3 separate regions of the Mus musculus genome follow, and regions 2 and 3 are each linked to region 1. Evidence: chromatin contacts called from public HiChIP or PLAC-seq and promoter capture Hi-C data. All regions are on one chromosome and are shown on one strand. The core of a region is the stretch at or near the end of the contact, and the rest is flanking DNA. Distances in the headings are between cores, read along the strand shown. Region 1 holds the start of Slc37a4 (solute carrier family 37 (glucose-6-phosphate transporter), member 4). Region 2 has its middle 17 kb from the start of BC049987. Region 3 holds the start of Treh (trehalase (brush-border membrane glycoprotein)).

Region 1 (4,443 bases), core at 1,762-4,261:
CCCTGGACTCTGACACAGCAGGGCTATTGCTGACAGGTCTTTGGCAATCTGTCACAGTTCTTGGACCCAGACAGCTCTGGGAGGCCCTGGGAGCTGCTCCGTGTTCTGAGGCCAAATTCCACAACATCCCTTCCTCCACCTTGGGGCAGGCATGGGACACGTGCTAGGGAGCTGTACCTAGTCCACTGCCACCCCTAGTTTTCTTGAGGCAGAGAAGCCTACTAACTAGGGAGAGAGATTCTGGGTCTCCTTCAGTGGGAAAGAGAAGCTCACCAAGGCAGGTCAAGAGAAACCTGGAAACACTCCCATCTCACCCAACGTCTACCCTCTGCTAACCAGCTCATTTGCCAGGACTCCCATCTCCACTGGCTGGCCCAGCCATGCGAGGAAGCCTCAAAGGGCCTCTCTTCGCAGTTCCTCCTGCCCACTCACCTTCGCCATGGCCCTGTCTGACAGGTAACCAGCTGCAATGCTTCCTACAAGGCCTCCGACCTCGAGGGCACTGATGTAGGAGCTACCTGCATGGGGAGTTGTGGGGAGGAGGAAGGGAAAAGAGTGAACAGGGATTTCCCATTGAGGTTATCCCAAGGTACAGACCTACCTCCAAGGATGCCCAGCCTTAAGGGGGAAGTAGAGAAAGGGAGAGAGGGTGGAGATCCCATCTCCTGCATTGGCCCCTGGTTTGTACACCCTTCTCTGTCTAAACACTCATCTTACCCACAAGGGCGGACTGCCCTCGCTCCTGGATAAGGAAGAACTGGCCCCAGTCTGTACAGCAAGTCTTTACTCCGAAGACCACGAGGTAGCCAGTGGACAGCACCCAGAGATAGGGGGACAGCAGCAGATCCTGTAGGGTGCTCTCCTCCTTTGATGAGCCTGAAGGTGGGGAGAGGCCAGCTAGGACTTGGGCTCTGCTCCTGCTGGCCTGCCCCCACTGCACCACCACCGTTCATTAGCCAGCTGCCAGAACAGGCTGTGAGCACCACCAGGATTGATGTGGGGCACCCCCTCAAAGCCCTGCTTCCCTCTCCCCTACCTCGATGCAAATGAAAGGAAATGAGGACGGTGCAGGTGGAAGAAGGCACCCAAACTGCTTAAACTTAGGGGGTTACCCAGAATGGAGAGATCTGTGCTGTCAGAGAAGGCTCAGGATGCGCTGGCTGATTTCAGGATAGAATCTTTACTTCTCCCACCCAATCTCCATTACCATTCCTTCGCCTACATCCAGTGGCAAGCACAGGGCAAGGCAAAGGCTAGTCCTAACAAAATCGTGCGGAGCCAGGGGCAAAGGAAGGTGCTCTAGGAGTCAGCTTGATAGAGGCTTACCCTTTTTGCCCTTGGAGGGGGCAGGGTCCAGATTTCGGAGTCCAACATCAGCAGGTTCATTGTGGATAAGCAGCAGACAGAAGAAGGAGACAACCACACACAGTGCCCCAGACAGGGCCAGTGTGCTGCGCCAGCTGTAGCTCTGGGCGAGGATCGTTGCCAAGATAGGTCCCAAACTTCCAGCCAGGTTCATGCTGGTTGACAACACAGCCCACCAAGTGCCAAACTGGGATGGCTCAAACCACTGTGAGGCAGAGGGGAACAGAATAGGTGCCTGGCTTAGAGGCCACACAGAAGGAGCAGCTCGAGTGTGGCAGACCTAGACACTCACATTACAGGGATGAGGGAAGAGTGCTTCTACTTGGCGGAGCCCAGTCCCTCGTCTGCCACCCGATCCCACCACCCTCAGGCTCCTAAAATATCCCAACAGCAGCAGGAGCTGGCAGGGAACTCCTAAGGAACCTGCTATGGGTTAGGGGTGGAAGGGTTGTGTAAGAAGAGGTGCTCCCAAGTGCCCACTGGGTGCCCTCCCCCTCAGGCTCATCAGATGCACTCACCTTCCTCAGGATCTTCCCACAGGGGGGCCAGCCCAGCCCCTGTGCCAGACCATTAAGAAACCAAAGAGCAGCAAAGGCTGACACTGTGGAGCTCCATGAGAAGACTACGTTGACCAGACCAACCAGGAGCAGCCCAGAGGAGAAGAGCCAGCGGGCGCTCATCTGATCTGACAGAACCCCGCTCACAAACTTGCTGATGGCGTAGGCTGCCGACTGGCTGCTTGTGATGAGCCCTGCAGCGAAGGGGAGCAGGGAGCAGGACACCTGAGGGGTTAGGGACAGGGCAGAGGCACAGGAGGGGCGGAGGAAGGTAAGGGGTCAGGTGTGTACAGGTGCCTGGCAGGGTGAGACAGGTTCCTTCCCGGATTTGACACTCTCCTGCCTGCTGAGCCGTGCATCACAGGCCCAGGCTGACTTGGACCTTCTCAGCCTCTTGGATTTCTTTCTTTCTTTACCCCTGGAATATGCAGTTCCCACCTCACTCTGAATGCTCGCCAAAAGCCCAAACACGTCTGAATGCGAAGGACTCTAGAGTCAAAGATCTTATTCCCCCTGGCAGGTAGCACGCAGGACACATCAAATCATGGTGCTACTCTCCCAGTGTTCACCGTGACCTGCAGGTGCAGCATGCACGAACAGGTGTGAAAACCTTGCTACCCGCTCCCAGTAGCACCTCCTGGGCACGTGTGGGTGCCAGGCATATACACCGGCTAAGCACTGGTTTCACATGTACACCCACACCCAGGCACATGGAGCTCAGCCTCTCCACCTGATACAAGCTTGAAACCCCCCATGCTTGGACAAACCATACTCCAAATGGTGTATCCCACAGCCCACCACCCTGCCCTTCCATGGCTTACCCAAATCGTCCTTGTCCAGAGCGATCTCATCCACCAAGGAGGGCATGACAAAGGAGAAGGTTTTGCGGTTGAAATAGTACAGGCTGTAGCCTCCAAACATGGCCGCAAATATGACAGTGCGATAGTAGCCGTAGCCTTGGGCTGCCATGGTAGAAAAAGCTGGCCCTGCTGGCCCACTCCAGTACTTCTGACCACAGATTCTTGACTGCTCCTGCTTGCAGCTAGCTCTCTTTAGTGCCTGGATCTGCTGAGCTGTGTTTTTCTGTGCGCTTTCTCTCTCCTCCACCCAGGCTCTTTATAGCCGCCTTCTGGACAATCATTAAGCCTGGGGCAGCAACCAGGGAACCCAGTGTCCTGAGAGAGACAAGAAAACAGGTTACTGAGAGCCAAACCGGGGGAGGAGAGGGTCCCCAGGACTGCTTGCCCTTCCCTCCTTTCCCAAGTCTTCTTGCCTGTGAAGCCAGCTGTGATTAAAGGCTCAGCCTAATTACTTTTGTCTGCACAAGCCCAGGGGAGGCTCGGGTAGGATGAGCAGAGCAAGCTCTCAGTATAGCCCTACTCCCTTGGTCAATGAACTTTCTCATTCTCTCAGGTTCCTTTGCGGTGCCAGGCTGCCGGACATTGTGAAAGGCACTAGATCGGTTCCTACCCCCCAGGTTCATTCAATCAACCACATACCTTAAAAACAACCCCACACCCACTGCTGAGCCTTCACCAAATGCTTAGCACACAATGGAGTACAGTTTCCTAATAGGTATCCCCTTCATTGGGGGATATATTTCTTGAACTCCTCATGGTGGTAGGGAACAGCGCATACACTTTCCTTATACACACAGTGATAAAAGGTAGATACATAAATTAGACCTAGTAAGTAAATAGTAAAACACAATGAGGCACCATAGTAAAAGTTTCTTAAAGCCTATCGTTTATTTCTGGAATTTCCCATTCTCCTTTTTCCACTAAGGCTGGCCTCTGTCACTGAAATGTGCAAGGAACAACAGTAGGTAAGGAGCGAGATAACTGCAGTAGTTGCAAAATTAAACGGGGGGACAAGCCCCTCAGTTCACCCTGCAATGACACGCAGAAGGCGCGCCTAGGGCTTAGGTCTGGATGAGACCCCCTTGGAACTGCCTCTGGATCCCTATTACCCTGCGACATCAGTAGGGGGTCCGTACTGCGGGGCTGTGGGTCCCCGAAGCACGCCACCGCAGCTTTCTGCTCCGCTGCACAGCCGCTGGAGCACAAGGCGTAGGCGAGAGAAGCCGCACGTAGCCTCGGGAGGCCCCTCGCTCTGGCAGCCTAGGCTCTGCCAGTCAGGATGGGCAGGCGGCGCCGCTTGCCACCTGCCGAGCACCCCGTGTCCTCAAGCCACCCGGGACACCCGACTCCTGGCTGGGAACTGCGGGTCCTGGGGACAGGAGCAAGAGAGCTGCGGAGACTGTGCGCTGCAGCCACGAGGGCACCGCATCTGCAAGAGCGCTGTCCCTGGGCCGTGGAACTGTCGCCATCCCGGAAGGGCAGTCACCCGGACAGCCTCCGGCGTAGTCGGAAGTCAGGGGAGCCCCAAGGTCCCAGACTTGCCCTCTAGTCCCGCCCTCACTGACGCCCCTCCTTCGCATGCCACCCCTACCTGGACGGAGGCGGTAACCCCTAGTGGGATGGGGCGGGACTCGAGTAAGGCTGGTGCGCATGCACAGAGT
Region 2 (4,171 bases), core at 634-3,133, 260 kb before region 1:
TTCAAACTTGTTTTCTAAATCTCTAAGAGTCGGAGTGGCTTGGAGCTAAAATAAAATATTTGAGTAGCGGATGCCTTTCATCCCAGCAGAGAGAGAGAGAGAGACAGATCTCTATAAATTAGTTGTTTTCTAGAGTTACAGTGAACACAGTGGTGATGGCCCATGCCTTTGATCCTGCCACCCAGGTACAAAACTCAGATACAGCTCCTAATGGGTATGTTTTGCACACTAAAAAATGCATATCATAATTACAGATTATTATAAAACACTCTCTACAAGGTTCTCAAAAGGCAGCTAATTTCCAATGGGGACAGGAACAAAGAGCAGCTTTTGTGACTGCCGATAAGCTCAGATCGCTGCATGCAGCCCTAACTAATACTGAACCAGATGATAGCCTAATTATGGGAGTCATATTTATTGGCAACTGGGGACTCTTCATAAAACAAAAAGGAGCCTACCAATATTTGTCTATTGGCTTCTATTGCAAACGCTTTCCATATACAGAGAATAAATATTTTCTCTCTCTGAGAAACAAATCCGGACATTTTACAAGGCATAGATAACCTTATACTCGGTCATTGTCAACAACACTATGGTCATAAGGATGTACCTTACAATGATGGATTAGACCCATTCAAGGGTAGAGTCCTTCACAGGCTTAGCCATGGAAGCGAAGGTAATACGGCTGCCTGGTGCCTATCTGAATTCCTTCATGGCCAGGATGTGGTAGCAAAGGGATCTGTGCCTTCCCACAATGAGGAAATTCCTCAGTTGCCTATAATCAGTTGTGGGTTGGTCTGGAGCTGCTACGTATTCAAATGCTAAATTTTATACCTGTCTTAGTCAGGGTTTCTGTTCCCTCACAAAACATCATGACCAAGAAGCAAGTTGGGGAGCAAAGAGTTTCTTCAGTTTACATTTCCACATTGCTGTTCATCACCAAAGGAAGTCAGGACAGGAACTCACACAGGGCAGGAACTTGGAAGCAGCAGCTGATGCAGAGGCCATGGAGGGGTGCTGCTTACTGGCTTACTTCCCCTGGCTTACTCAGCTTTCTTTCTTTTTCTTTTTTTTTGGGGGGGGAGGGGGGGGTGGAGACAGGGTTTCTCTGTATAGCCCTGGCTATCCTGGAACTCACTTTGTAGACCAGGCTGGCCTCGAACTCAGAAATCCGCCTGCCTCTGTCTCTCAAGTGCTGGGATTAAAGGTGTGAGCCACCACGCCCGGCTTCTCAGTTTGCTTTCTTATAGAACCCAGGACAACCAGCCTAGGAATGGCACCACCCACAAGGGGCCCTCCCACCCTTGATCACTAATTGAGAAAATGCTTTACAGCTGGATCTCATGGAGGCATTTCCCCAACTGAAGCTCCTTTCTCTGTGATAACTCCAGCTGTATCAAGTTGACAGGTAAAACCAGCCAGTACGATTGACATCTTGTCAACTTGACACACAAATAGCAACAAAACCCAAAACCCAAACCAAAACAACAGCAACAACAACAACAACAACAACAACAACAACAACAACAACTACTACTACTACTACTACTACTACTACTACTACTACTACTACTACTACTACTACTACTACTACTACTACTACTACTACTACTACCTACTATTACTACTATTTTGTCCTAGAAAGATATAACTTGTTAAAAAAGGAGCCCCCAGAATTAGATTTGGGACAGGATTTTGTTCTTAATCTTTCCAGGAGAATAAAAGCATTCGACTAAGGAATCTAGACGCCACTGGACAAGTGTAACATCGGAGGAAAAGAAAACGTCCTAAGGAAAAAAAAGAGTAAATTGGCTGAATGGAATCACCCACGTCCAGCTTGTCTCTGCTGCCCCCTACAGACATAAGTGACAAATGGTCTTTACGTGGTCCCAATTCAGTGAAACTTATTTAAAATTAAAGCTGGCTTTGGGCCTGGAGCGTGGCTCTCTCCTTCTCTAAACCCACACATGCTTGTTAAAGGCTACAGTAGGCCTTGGCTTCGTAGAAGAAGAAGAAAACTGAACGGAAGGACCAACGAAGTTGGAGCGGAAGACTCGGGCAGGTCTGCAAACCAGCTCCTAGCTGTTCTTATAAACACTTCACGTAGCCGGTGTGCTGGATCCCAGCACTCTGGAGGGAGAGGCAGGCAGATCTGTGAGTTTAGGCCAGCCTTGTGCCACCATGCTAGGCACTCAACTGACCTTTAATTCCACACCTAACCAGCACTTCACCAGCGAGGGCGCGTACCCCGGAGCCCTGCTGGAAGTTTTGCTCAGTGGAACGAACTTATCATCATCTATTTTGAGATTGCTACTGATGTCGGGTTTTGACTATTTCATTTCCTGTTTATAGGAGACGTAATTGTACAGGACTTCAGGGACTGTAAGCGTGAGCCAGGTCAGACAGCAAGAAATGAAGGCAGAAGAAAGCAAATTCCCAGGAGACTCGGGGCAGGCCCTCAAGGGCTGGAAGAGAGAGCCACCTAGCGGACTCTGAGTAGAGTTCTGTTTCGTTTGTTTTGGGTCTGCGTAGCCCCTGAGCAAAGTCTAACAGGAAACTTTATTGTAGTTTCTTAATAGCACACTGTAAGGACTATTAGTTGAAAGAGACATTGTTGGGTGTGACACAGTGACATCATATAAGAAATTATCCATCCCTATATAAGTAGTCTCCAGGCCATGAGTTCTTGATGCCTGGAAGCACAAGATTCTTTTGGCAAGCATGAGTCAGACAGGGTTTGTATATTTGATATTAACTAGATTAATAGTAGAATATATCAGAGTGTTGTATTAATCATTTTTAATTATTCTAATGAAATCCTTGAGGCAATTAACTTATAAAGAGAAAAGGGTTGTGTTTGGCTTATGGTTCTGGACTGACCCATTCATTGGGACCAATGGTGAGGGTTCAAGATTGACTGATCCTATCACTTGGGGCCTCTGGTGACATGCTGTCAGGAGTATGTGTGGAACAAAGTGCTCACATTATAAGCTAGGCATCAGAGCAATGGTATTCCAGTCTCCCTTCAGATACCAGAAGAAGGCATCAGATGCCATTACAGATGGTTGTGAGCCACCATGTGGTTACTGGGAATTGAACTCAGGACCTCTGGAAGAGCAGTCAGTGCTCTTAACCACTGAGCCATCTCTCCAGCCCCTAGGGCTCATTTCTTAAAGCATCTTCCTCCTTTAATTGTTGTTGTTAGTGGTGTTTTTGTTGTTTTACTGTTTTACTTTATTTTTATTTTTTGGTTTTTTGAGATAGAGTTTCTCTGTGTAGCTCTGGCTATCCTGGAATTCACTCTGTAGACCAGGCTAGCCTTGAACTCAGAAATCTGCCTGCCTCTGTCTCCCAAGTGCTGGTATTAAAGGTGTGTGCCACCACTGCCTAGCTGTTGTTTTATTTTTTGAAACTGGGTCTCATGTGGCCTAGGCTGGCCTTAAAGTCACTATGTAGCAGTCTTGCTGGCCAGCTCTCAGTTTCATTCTTAACTTTCTTATGTTGTTCAGAATCACCAGCCCAGGGAATGGTGCCACCTATGGTGGACTGGGCACTCTGATATCAAACAACAGTCAAGATAGTCCCACACAGACAAGTCCAAAGGCCTATCTGGCTGGGTGGTCCCTCAATTGAGATTCCCTTCTGAGGTGACATTAGGCTGAGACAAGCTGACAGCTACACCTAAGTAGGACAGAGCAAATCCAATCACGGACCCAGTTCAGTAAACATTGCTCAAAATCAGTGACCCCCCGGAAGCAACGTTATGGAGCTGGACTCTAAGAAAGAACCCATGCACGTGTCAGAGGCTGTGAGAGACTGAAGGACACAGCCACCCCCCAGTGACAGTCTCCTTCCTACCTCAGGGTGATAAGGCAATGCCCAGTCAGGCTAAAGTGACAGGCGTCCTGCTGAGGTTCCCTTCTTCCATTGAAATGAACATCTTGCCTGCCTTCTTCCCCAGCACCGTGCCCCTTGCGTACTTTGAGAAGTGGGGACTCATTCATCCCCAGAGAGGGTTCCACACTAGAGAAGGCTCTAGGAAGCACCCATGTCCCAGCCTTCCAAGGCACTTGCCTTCCCCAGGGCACTGAGAGAAAGGGCAGTGGGGGTGGGGCAGAGCAGGAGACACAGCAGTGGAAGAAAAGTTAAATGAGGTAGAAGATGGAGCCTG
Region 3 (4,191 bases), core at 791-3,290, 270 kb before region 1:
GGGGGGAACCATGGTGTTCACCCTACCAACCTGCGTCTGTGACTCCAACCAGAAAGCTTCAGCAGTGTCTGGAATTTAGAGTTCTGGCCAGGGTCTCATTACAAAGAGCCCAGTTAACGGAGTCACTGGTCATATGATGGGATCTTCCATGTACAGGGACCTTCCTTTTCCTGAAGGTCAAATGGTATCTTGTAACTCAAAGATCCAAGTTACTAAACACCTTCTTGTGTTTTCTAGAGTGCCTGTCCCCATCCCGAGTCATGCCAAAAGCTCCTGGGGACAATGCCACAAATCACTTTATCTTTATAAGCCATAAAAGCCCACGCTAAGCAACAAAGGCAGTCTTATCCCATGAGAAGTGCCAAGGGCTGAGAGACAACTTGCCATGAACCCAGGAGGAAGACCAGATTCCTCAGCACACAGCAAAAAAATGGTGCCGCACAGGTGGCCACGTCGCCAAGTCCCAGAGCCACCTGAGGGAACAGGGTTAAGATATCAGAGTATGCTGCCTGATGGAACTTGGAGCACGCTGGCTATCCTAGGCTAACGCTGACATTTGTGATGGGGACAATAGGCCACCCAATGTCAGCTTAATCTTTGGAGACCTACAGGGGTCTCTGTGAAGGATCTCAAGAAACTCAACATGAAGACTCAGGGGTGACTCCTGGTTGGTACTTTCTGGGCACATCTTCTGGAAGAAGACTGCTGGAAGTTTGAGTTTCTTCTCTCCTGGACTCTACCCTAATACATCTGTGCCTTCAGTGGCTGTTTGGGTTTTTGTTGTTGTTTTTGAGACAGGGACTCTGTGTAGCTCTAGCTGTCCTGTAACTCTCTTTGTAGAGAGTCTACAAGCACACGTGTGACTGTCCAAGTGGACTACTGACATGCTCTCAGGGACAAACAGCGGCACTCATGGTAGGCACTCTGCAAATAGCCCAACAGGACACAAGAGACTGGATGGAAGAGCCACTCTGTGTCCTGCCTACTGGTGAACAAATAAGTCCTGAGGATTATTCCAGATCCTTCCATACTGCACACCTGGGCATCAGTGAGTAAGTCACAGCTCAGTCTTCATGCATCCCTAATCGGCTCCTCAGCCCCACCCCCCAGCCCCAGCCCAGTCCTGCCAAGTCCGCAGGGCTTGGTCTCCTTTCCTTAGAGCTATCTCCACCTCATAGCCTGGTTCTGCTTCTTTCCAGGCCACATGGGACTTTGTGACCCTTGGAGGACACCTCAGAGCCTTTGCCCTGCTCCCTACTTCTGTTTCAAGATGGCTCCTTCCACGTTCCATCGGCCCATTGCATCCTCTGAGACACCCCCTTCTGCTTCCTCCTTGCTTACTTAGCTCCTACCTTCTCTTTGTTCTTCACCATCCTAGGCCTTGTTTTTACCCTTCTTGCAAGAACTGGTGGAGGGAGGGTTCCATGAGTCCGAGTGGAAGAGAGAATGACAGTTCCAGACCCAGGAAGTAGAGTGACCCCCCCCCATCTTTGTATTTGCTGGTAGAAGCTGAGGCTCAGAAGAAAGGATTGACTTGCCCTGGGACACAGAAAGAGCAGCAAGGTAGGCTGAACTTATGTGTAAGTTCTTGACAGGACCTAGACTCCCCTCACGCTAAGCTAGGCAAGCTTTGCTAGAACAGTGAAGAGAACAGCCCTGCTTGGTCCAAGGAGCTGCTTGGCTGGTGAGCTCTGGTCAGCAGCACGGAGGGCAGACATTGGTCAACAGCTCTGGAATTATACATAGGCCTGCCTCAAAGTTCCACCTCGTTCCAACACAGTGAGTTTGGTGTCAGGTTTTGGTCCTTCTACCCCTACAAGCCTGGTTTCTTCCTTCTTTATCCTCTGAGAGGCTGGTCCTCAGAGGGTAAGCTCTCATCCCAGCCTTCCACCCTTGTCTTCCCCCACACACACAGCTTCTCCACCTCCCTACCTCTCACAGGGTGGTGGCAGGGCCTCCTGGGACCTAAGTCCCAGCCCCAGCAGAAGCAGCAGGTGCAGCTCCCAGGTCATCCTGGGCACGGTGCCTAGAACGGAATGAGCAAACCCTGGCACCTCTGGCTTGCTGAACACGGCCTGCCTCACTTGCCTACCCAGGTCAGCCAAAGTCCAGGCTATGAGGTGTGGCCACCTGAGGGGGGAGATGTGTGTTTCAACTTCTTGTGGACTGCTTACCACTTCTGCCCTCCAGCTACAGTGCTCACTACCCCATCAGCCACTTTCTTCCATTTCTCAATTCTAACTGGTATTACATGCTCAGGGACTTTGCTCAGAGTTATATGGGTGGGCACCCAAGGGCCAGGGCCACAACTGAGGTCACCCAAGTATGATTTAGACACTGAGTCTGTGTGTGGCTCCCTAGTCTCTAATGCCAGAAGGGACCATTTCTTTATCACTTAAAACAGAATGGCTCAAGTCTTCTCCAAAGCTTTATCAAACTCCCTGTTATCTACAGGAGACCCTGTGAGGACACAGGACAACCTCTCGGGGATGGATCAGGAAGCCCCACCATAAGATGATGTCTGCACTGAGTCCTGAGGAATAGTCAGGAGGCCATGCCATCACATGAGACATCCAGAGACTTGGTGCAAAAGTTGTGTGACAGGCTGGAGGGACATTTTGGCACCAGTTAGTGAAGAGGTTTTGCCAAGGAGCTGGTGAAATGGCTCAGAGGTTAAGAACATTTGCTGTGAAGAGGTCAGCTCAGGAACTTTGACAAATTCCACCAGACCCCTCCCCTCCTGGAAGAGAAAGTTCATAGAGCACACAGGCACCCCATTCCTCAGACCACAGCAGGGACTAACCACTGACCACCTGCAGATAAGGGAAGCCCAGAGTACAAAGACAGACCATTGGCTGCCCCCACAGACAAGGAAAGCCCTTGCCACCCCATTCCCTAAGGACCAATCAGTTTAAAAGTCACACTGTTCTACCAATCACGTTGTGCCTAGTGGCTGTTGCTCTATTCTACCTCTGAAAGCTGTATAAAAACTGGCCAAACGGGCTGCCCAAGGTTGCTGCCTTTCCTTCAGGTGCAGGAAGACCCCAGTGTACTGGAACAATAAATTCCTCTTGCTTTTGCATCGATCCCTAGCTCCAAGTTGTTCACTGTGGCAGGGGTAGGGGTCCCAGGTAAGCTAAGGCTCGTTAGAGTCTTACATTTGGTGCATGGGCTGGGAATTCGACCTCCTGTGAGGACACACCAGAGAGCCGTGAATCAGAGGTCTCGAGCAGGTACCAAGGTTCTTTCTTGTTTGCCTTGCTGTTTGTCAAAGTCTGAGTCTGTAAGTCTGTTTGAACTTTTGGTTTGCTTGCAAGTGTCGGGGGCTTGGAGAGTTTATGGTATCTGGGGTGGTTAAGTGCAGCTGACAGACGTGCCTTAACATTGAGACTGCTGGGAATTTGGGGGATACTCCAGAGACCCTGAAGGGAACTGGGAGGGCTCCACTCCTTCTGGAAACAGCAAGACAGTATTGGCAGGAGCTGAGTCTTCCTATAATCTGGCTCCTGCTGTACTGGCAGGGACGCCTGGTTTGTCTTGGTGAGGCTGGAGCCAGCCAAGCAACTCTGCTCTGCGTCCATGGAAGGGACGAACTGTCTGTAACTGTGACCATGAAAGGGATGAACTGTGTGTTGATTGTCTTTCTCTGTGTTTGTTGGTGTTGGTTACCTCATTCTATGTTCTTGGACTTGGACTGACGACATCTTTGGACATTGGACAGACCGAATCTACCTTGTTAAACATTCTAGTTAATCACTGGAGGGAAGTTAGGAAAAGAAGAGAAGAGCAAGTTTAACTGACTCTGTTCTCAGAATGGCCCACTTTTGGAGTAAGGGGGCCACCTGTAGGGACCTTCAACTTGCAGGTGATCAAAGCAGTAGAGGAAAAAGTCTTTAGGCCAGGATCCCTGCTGCACCCAGACCAAGTGTCCTGGAAGAATCTCGTGGAGAACCCACCCCCCTTCCCCTCCCCACCGATAAAAGCCTTTCTTTCCCCAAGACCCACCTCACAGGTTCTGACTGTCGGGAAGAAAGAAGCACGGGAGGAGGGATCCGGGCCTGAGAGAAGTCAATCCTCCAAGACCCTTCGCCAGCGGATCTGTTGCTCCAAGACCCTCCTCCTCCATATCACCCTTCCCTTTCCCCCATGGCCCTGCCGGTGCTGGCTCCAGCTCTGGAATCCTCAGCCCAT

What was found. Promoter capture Hi-C pulls out the DNA fragments that hold promoters and counts their contacts. HiChIP or PLAC-seq counts read pairs in DNA pulled down with a chosen protein or histone mark.
Region 2: an H3K4me3 HiChIP or PLAC-seq map of embryonic forebrain shows a contact between it and region 1, with 3 times the contacts expected there. The contact joins the enhancer-like site here to the promoter of Slc37a4 in region 1. A contact is called at or near these places in 9 of 39 promoter capture datasets (the C10 cell line, the HPC-7 cell line, cranial neural crest and 5 more), 2 of 484 Hi-C or Micro-C datasets (CD4 T cells and differentiating embryonic stem cells), 15 of 115 datasets of contacts at active chromatin or transcription factors (the 230-238 cell line, the SCID.adh cell line, bone marrow-derived macrophages and 11 more) and 3 of 9 other capture datasets (adipose tissue, liver and macrophages).
Region 3: a contact with region 1 is called in a promoter capture Hi-C map of liver. The contact joins the promoter of Treh here to the promoter of Slc37a4 in region 1. A contact is called at or near these places in 5 of 39 promoter capture datasets (cranial neural crest, frontonasal cranial neural crest, liver and 2 more), 7 of 115 datasets of contacts at active chromatin or transcription factors (T-cell acute lymphoblastic leukemia, bone marrow-derived macrophages, embryonic forebrain and 4 more) and 3 of 9 other capture datasets (adipose tissue, liver and pancreatic islet).

The regions. Positions count from the first base shown.
Region 1 is chr9:44,396,922-44,401,364 of GRCm38.p6, reverse strand. Slc37a4 (solute carrier family 37 (glucose-6-phosphate transporter), member 4) reads right to left here and starts at 3,011. Exons shown (of 8, transcript NM_008063.3): 1 at 2,744-3,011; 2 at 1,884-2,116; 3 at 1,327-1,570; 4 at 718-876; 5 at 433-518. The coding sequence starts at 2,891. It overlaps Mir7085 (microRNA 7085), which reads right to left and starts at 942; the gene lies at 877-942.
Region 2 is chr9:44,653,578-44,657,748 of GRCm38.p6, reverse strand. No RefSeq gene overlaps it. Among named protein-coding and RNA genes, the nearest start is that of BC049987, 17 kb to the left of the region's middle. Within about 2 kb of position 1,883, at least 62 of the 459 cell types and tissues checked have an H3K27ac peak or open chromatin away from gene starts, as enhancers often do. A contact at or near this core is called in the HPC-7 cell line, the SCID.adh cell line, adipose tissue and 6 more, where this site is marked.
Region 3 is chr9:44,671,082-44,675,272 of GRCm38.p6, reverse strand. Treh (trehalase (brush-border membrane glycoprotein)) reads right to left here and starts at 2,040. Exons shown (of 15, transcript NM_021481.3): 1 at 1,933-2,040. The coding sequence starts at 2,012. BC049987 (cDNA sequence BC049987) reads left to right here and starts at 3,013. Exons shown (of 2, transcript NR_165440.1): 1 at 3,013-3,131; 2 at 4,000-4,191.